Regions from separate parts of the Mus musculus genome. Here region 1 is linked to region 2. A link is a contact called in public promoter capture Hi-C data. All regions are on one chromosome and are shown on one strand. Each heading gives the region's core, a stretch centred on a gene start, on an enhancer-like site or on the middle of the called end of the contact. The rest is flanking DNA. Distances are from core to core; before and after follow the strand shown. Region 1 holds the start of Bok (BCL2-related ovarian killer). Region 2 holds the start of Hdlbp (high density lipoprotein (HDL) binding protein).

Evidence for each region. Capture Hi-C pulls out chosen DNA fragments and counts their contacts.
Region 1: a promoter capture Hi-C map of liver shows a contact between it and region 2. The contact joins the promoter of Bok here to the promoter of Hdlbp in region 2. A contact is called at or near these places in 4 of 39 promoter capture datasets (cranial neural crest, frontonasal cranial neural crest, maxillary cranial neural crest and 1 more), 4 of 484 Hi-C or Micro-C datasets (Th1 cells, cortical neurons, embryonic stem cells and 1 more), 4 of 115 datasets of contacts at active chromatin or transcription factors (astrocytes, cardiomyocytes, embryonic stem cells and 1 more) and 3 of 9 other capture datasets (adipose tissue, liver and pancreatic islet).

What each region holds. Positions count from the first base shown.
Region 1 is chr1:93,683,806-93,686,952 of GRCm38.p6, forward strand. It overlaps Bok (BCL2-related ovarian killer), which reads left to right and starts at 1,770. Exons shown (of 5, transcript NM_016778.3): 1 at 1,770-2,049; 2 at 2,613-2,864. The coding sequence starts at 2,642.
Region 2 is chr1:93,444,158-93,447,215 of GRCm38.p6, forward strand. It overlaps Hdlbp (high density lipoprotein (HDL) binding protein), which reads right to left and starts at 1,544. Exons shown (of 28, transcript NM_001301364.1): 1 at 1,423-1,544.

The sequences.
Region 1 (3,147 bases), core at 520-3,019, 240 kb after region 2:
TCTGATGTAATTATGCTTCTGTGTGCCTCGGGGATTGGATTACAACAGGAAACTTTTTTCTTCAAATTATACTGTGATTAAACTAGTTGGTAATGAACTGCCTGAGATCAGACCAGGTTCATGAAGTCAATCTGAATCTGCTTTTTAATCCCCGTCGCGTCATTCTTGATTCCCTGCCCGGACACCTGCAAGGTCCCCTCATTCTCTAATGCTCTCCACATTATTTCCTAAGATGGGATCTGTTAGTGATACTTGAGCTAGGTTCCTGTCCTGCCAGTCCCAGGGATCTCCTCTTCTTTGCCCCAATAGCACTGGGACTTGTATGTGGTGATGCTGGGTTTTAACCTGGGCTTGTACTGTTTTTGTGACTGTTCACTTGAAAATATTTCCATGGTAGGACTGGAGAGGTGGCTCAGCGGTTACAAGCACTGACTGCTCTTCCGGAAGTACTGAGTTCAATTCCCAACAACCACATGGTGGCTCACAACCACTTATAACTGTAGTCCTGTGAGATCCAATGCTTTCTTCTTGTGTGCAGACATACATCCAGATAAAACACCCATCTACATAAAACACATAAATAAACCTTTTAACATTTTCATTGTGATTTATTATTTATTGCCTCATTATAAGTACGCTGTTTCATTTCCAAGCATTTGGAGACTTCCACTGGTTTTTCTGCAATTTAGCTTTAATTCAGAGAGTAATTACTGTATGATTTTGGTTCTTTGAAATTTGTTGACACTTGTTTATGGTTTCAGGTGTAGTCTATTTTGGTGTGCGTGTGTAGAATATGCATTTTATAGCTCTAAGTGAAGTGTTTTACTTACACAAACTAGGTCGAGTTAGCAAATCCCATTGTTGAGATTTTGCAGTTGGGTCCAAAGATGAAGGAGAAGACCAGAGTCTAGTAGATGATGTTGACTTTCTTGGAAATCGGTATGGAAAAAGGGAGCTCGGATTCACTGCCACACTGTTCACAACGATGTCTGTGATCCAGCATAGGTCTAAGTATGAATCCTAAAGTAACTAAGCTTCTGAAGACCGCTGTAGTCTAGTACTCCGGAGCCAGGGGCTGGGTGATTCCTGCAGGTTGGACCAGCTGGTCAACACAGAGCTCCAGACAAGCCTCTCTCTCTTTGTGAGTCTCTCTGTCTCTGCCTCTCTCTGTGTCTCTGTCTCTCTCCCTCCCTCCCCTTTTTCTGTCAAAGGGAAATACCCTAATGAGAGATAACTAACTACAAAAGATTATATATTGGATTGGATATAAATAAGTCCAGCTCATTAAAAGCAAAGCTAGACTTGAGTGGGAATGGATGGGTATTTGTAGTATCTTCAACCATGTACATACCCAAGTCTTCACCACACTCCAAAGGCTCTATTAAGCCAAGAATGCAGAATCTATTTTTAAATATTTACTTATTGTTATTTTTGTTTTGTGTATGAATGTTTGCCTGCCTCCATGTCTGTGAATCCCCGTGCATGCCTGGTGTCCTTGGAGATCAGAAGAGGGCATCAGATCTCCTACAACTTCAAGAATCCAGGATCTTTAAGGAGCCTCTATAAGACAATAAGGAAATATAAGTCAGCTCATTTTAAAATGGAACTTGGTGCGCCCCAGTGGGTTGGTGTCAGAGCTGGATGTTCTTCGCGCTGCCTGCCGGGACAGCTCCAGTCTGGCGGCGTTCCCGGGCGCATCCCGAGAACTTGTGCTGGCCTTTCTTAAACCAGGGAGGCGTTGGGCAGAGCTGGGCTGCGGCTCCGCCCCCGGGGGTTGCCGTTTCCTTAGAAGGCGAAGCCCTAAGCCTGGCTTCTCGCCCGCGGGGAGACCGCGGTACGCCTCCCGCACCCCTCGGGACCAGGACTTCTGCGAGCGCGCGGGAAGACCGGCGGAGCCTGTGCTTCAGCTCGGGTGTGGACGGGGCGGGCGCTGGGGCGGGGCGCGCGCTCGCGGGTTTGAATGGAAGGGTCTAGACCGCCGGAGACGGCAGCGAGCGGGTCCTGAAACCAGAACTCCACCGCCGCCCCGCGCGCCATGAGGCGGGAGAGGTGAGTCGGGCGGGCGTGGCGTCGGTGCCCTGGATGTAGCACCATGGGAACAGCGACACCGGGGACAAACACGGGCTCTGCGAGGTGCGCAGGTGCGTGGTCTCCGAGCCCGGGGACTGCCGCGCAGTTTGGAGCCTTCCTTAGGACCCCACTCGTCGGCAGGGAGGAGCCCGCGGGGTCCTGCTTGTCGGCTGGTCGCAGCAGGCTACTCTGCATCCTCTTCTCCCCCAAATTGGTCCTGGAGCCTGGGCGCTGTGATTAAAGAACCTATCGCCACTTCCCTGCGGTGTTTCCAACCCCTGACCACCGCTGGGATCTGCGAGATTTAATTTAGAACCTAAAAAGAACCCGAGACTTTTAAAAGATTTGGGGTGCAAAACGAGAGGCTATCGGAAACCGGCCCTTTTTGAGGGCGGCGCACAGCCAACCTCCTGTGTTGTTTGAATCGCGCACGCGGTGGGGACCGCTGTGCCTCGGGCCGCGCTTCTGGGTCTCCTCCCGTGGCGGGAGTCCTTTCGCCACCTGGCTGGAGGCGGTCCGGTCTGAACTCAGTCTATTCGTAGGTGTGGCGCCTCTCGCCCGCGCTTCGGCCATGGAGGTGCTGCGGCGCTCTTCTGTCTTTGCAGCGGAGATCATGGACGCCTTTGATCGCTCGCCCACAGACAAGGAGCTGGTGGCCCAGGCTAAGGCACTAGGCCGGGAGTACGTGCACGCGCGGCTTTTGCGCGCCGGCCTCTCCTGGAGCGCTCCAGAGCGTGCCTCGCCTGCCCCTGGAGGACGCTTGGCAGAGGTGTGCACAGTGCTGCTGCGCTTGGGTGAGTGTGGGGCACCAGCAGGTACCATCCCAGGCCGCCCCTCTATAGCTGGTTGGATGGGCCTGCCCGCAGTGTTTCAGGGTTCCCGGTACAGCTGTTCTGCACAGACATTCCCTTCTTGTGACATGACCAGCCCTTCTGCGGTTGTGCCTCACCCTCCCGCTGGCGCTGAGAGAGGAGGCGTGCGTGGGAGCCCAAATCTGTCTGGAATGGAGAGGGTGCAAGGATAGGCCACCCAGGCTGGCGCTGCTCTTTGTCCCCAGGCTTGTCTGCTTGCAGGCTC
Region 2 (3,058 bases), core at 294-2,793:
CACATGCAAGTCTCCTCAAGTGGGTACAGCCCCTCCAGTCCCTCAGGATTGAGGCCACCCCCACCACCTTTCCCACAGGAAACTGTGGTCTGTCAGCATCCAAACTTGGATATTACAATTTGCTTCTTAAGAGCATAAATGAGCATGGCAGAATAAGGTTAGTTCTCAACACAGAACTTGAACTAAAAGAAGAGAGGTAGAAGCCCAGAATCGGGGAGCAACAGGGCCTCCTGCGGGAGAGCAGTGAGGCTGTGGCAGCTGGAAACCTGTTGTTAATCCAGAAAATAGAAAAAGCTGTATGTGAAGAATCCTTCTTGATTCTGAACAAGGAAGTATTTAAATTGATTCCCCTGTGCTAAGTTGTGCCAACTACTTATGTAAGGGGCAACACTATGCAAGGAGAATTCAGTTATGCTTCAGAAAGAATTTCCTATCAACCTCAGCTAGAGGGACTCAAGTTCTTTATACTGTAGGCCAGTCTACATGGAGGGCACTGAAAACCTCCACCTTGAAAACCTTCAGCTGAGATGCAGGTTTCTCTTCCAAATTTGAAACTTCACTTTTACGTCCTCAGAAGCTTTTCGAAGGTGCCCTCTCCCCACCAAATACCGAAGAGTACAAACTCCAAAATTAAAAACAAAACCCAGCTATGCTGAGATCACAAACTATGTCTGTGACTACCAAGGCCGGCCCAGTGCATTACCCAGCTCTGGAAGTCAGAGACCCAGCCTGGGAGGAACTTTCGCAGATGCCACCTCAGCATGGCCCTCCCACCGGCCAAGAGCGCCCGCGGGCGGGGACAGGCTTAAAGGGACAGTATCCTGCTCGGCCTCCCTGCCTTTCATCCAAATTCGGTATTTTTCCGTAATGTATTTTTCACCCATGGACCCTGGGGCGCATCCAAGTAGTACTTGGGCCGGGAGTCCTCCAGTGACCACGTAGCCAGACGCCGCAGGTGAAGGTGCAGCAAGGCACCGCGCGGGACATAGGGGCCCCGGGTGAAGATCCCAGCTTGACGCGAACTAGGGCGCCACTGACCTAGCTAGGTCCGGTCCACAGCCCGTACGGCCGGGCCGAGCTGGGGGGAAGGGGTGCGGGGGAGGGGCCGGCTCGGCAGCCCACGTCACCAACCTGGCCAGGTCGTTCCCCTCCCCCATCGCGGCGGCCCGCCCGGTGAGCTAGAAGTCCAGGCGGTCCGGGCCCGCAAGCAGACCCGCGGCGCGTGGCGGACTTGGGAAAGTTTCTGCGCTCCGGCGCGGCCATGCGCAGAGTGACACGTAGCGGCCCCCGCCCGTCGCGGTAGCTGGAGACCAGGAGCCTGTGCGGCCGGGGAGCTGAGGAACCGACCCCAGCCGTGCTCAGCGGCGACCCCCCGCCGCCCCGCCCCTGGCACCCCCGCCCACCAGCTCGCCCGATCCTCACTCGTGAGTGTGACCACCCGAGAGTCTGTCCGTCTGTCGCTGCCGCTGCGCGGGAGAAGCCGGGACGCTCCGAGGCGCGGCGCCCGGGCCGCCGCTGCTATATAGGGCGGAGGCTCCAATCCCGCCGAGACACGTCAGACCGGCCGCCCGCCCCGCCCGCTGCGGGGTCCCTACAGCGCCCGGGAGCGGACCAACTCTTTAAGAGTTCTGCGGCCTGACAGGGGGCGAGGAGTTGGTAAGTTAATTACCTACAGAGAACAGGCAGGCCCCAGAGCCAGAGGTGCCAGAGTTGAGGCCACCAGAAACTGTGTCACCAAAAGAGAAAAGAAAGCTCTGAGGACCTCAGACAGCAGACAGCCCGGAAAACCATTTTACCATCCCCTAGAGCACCCCCTGATGGAACACATTCTCATTCTCTTCGGGATCTCTTCCTCCTGCTCCCACCTCTACTGCAAATCCTTACTCCATTCCTCAATGTCCAACACAACAAACTCCAAAACTTTCGAAGCCCTCTACACAGTATTATTCAGTGTCCCATATGTACAGACCAGCCTGCAGTGAATTCCTACCTCTCCCATACTCAGTTGGGACAGAGCAGAACCTCTGCCCTCAGAATGCTTCCTCCTTTGAAAGGACTAGTTCTGCCCTGTTGCGTTTATTGACAACTACTTGAAGAATTTGTACACAATCATTATTTTGAACCTCTCCTGAGGTGACATGAGCACACTTCTGACCTATACTGGACAGTGATATGCAGTGATATGCATCAGCACAGAATAGGCTAGTAACCAACAGCAGATGCCCCCACCTTCTTTTCCCCACTTCTGACAACTTTTCACTGTGTAGATTTGTCTCAGCTTCCTTCTCTAGTGTTTGGATTACAAGTGTGAGCCACCAGGTCTGGATAATATGTGCCTTTCTTGTGGGACAATGGTATGTGGAAGGGCTGAAGAGGCCTTCTGTAGTTGTCATTCTAAGGCTTACAAGCATTTGCAGCAGTGAACAAAATAAGCAATCAGACTTAGTATGTACTTAGAAGGTAGCAGCACGGTGATGGGCTCTTGATTGAGGGACTGGGAAGAGCTGCCCTAACTAGACTTTAGACTGAAGGACAAGGGGGGAAAATGGAATGTGCTGGAAAGAATGGGGATGGGGCTGCTGAATAGGAAACTATCTGAAAGTTGAGGTGTCAGAATTGAGAAGTCCAGGAGCCAGTAATGCGGCTGACAGGAACACCACAGTTCTTCATGACATAAATCTCTGAAGGTACTGCTTAAAAGACCAGAGGGCATTTCCAAGCTGCCAGCATAGTCACCGAGTGATAGAGCTTCTTAAAGCCTCTGTAGGCACCAAGTTGTCTTTCCTTCTGTGTTATTATTACTGTGCAAGGTGTCTTTCCCTGGTGATTAACCAACCAGCAACTAGAAGAAATGTTTTTGTTGTCATTCTTTTGTTCCTGAGGTCTCGGGCTGTGAAAAAGTTAATGTGGAGAGGCAAGCACCCACCAGTCAGTATGTCTGCTGTCAAGGGATCTCCAATGGAGTTAGTAAGTCCACATTAAGTACAAGCTGGCCCAGTGCCTGGCTGTACAGAGGCCTCCATGAGTGTGGTGGTACCCTGTAATCTCAGTACTCAGA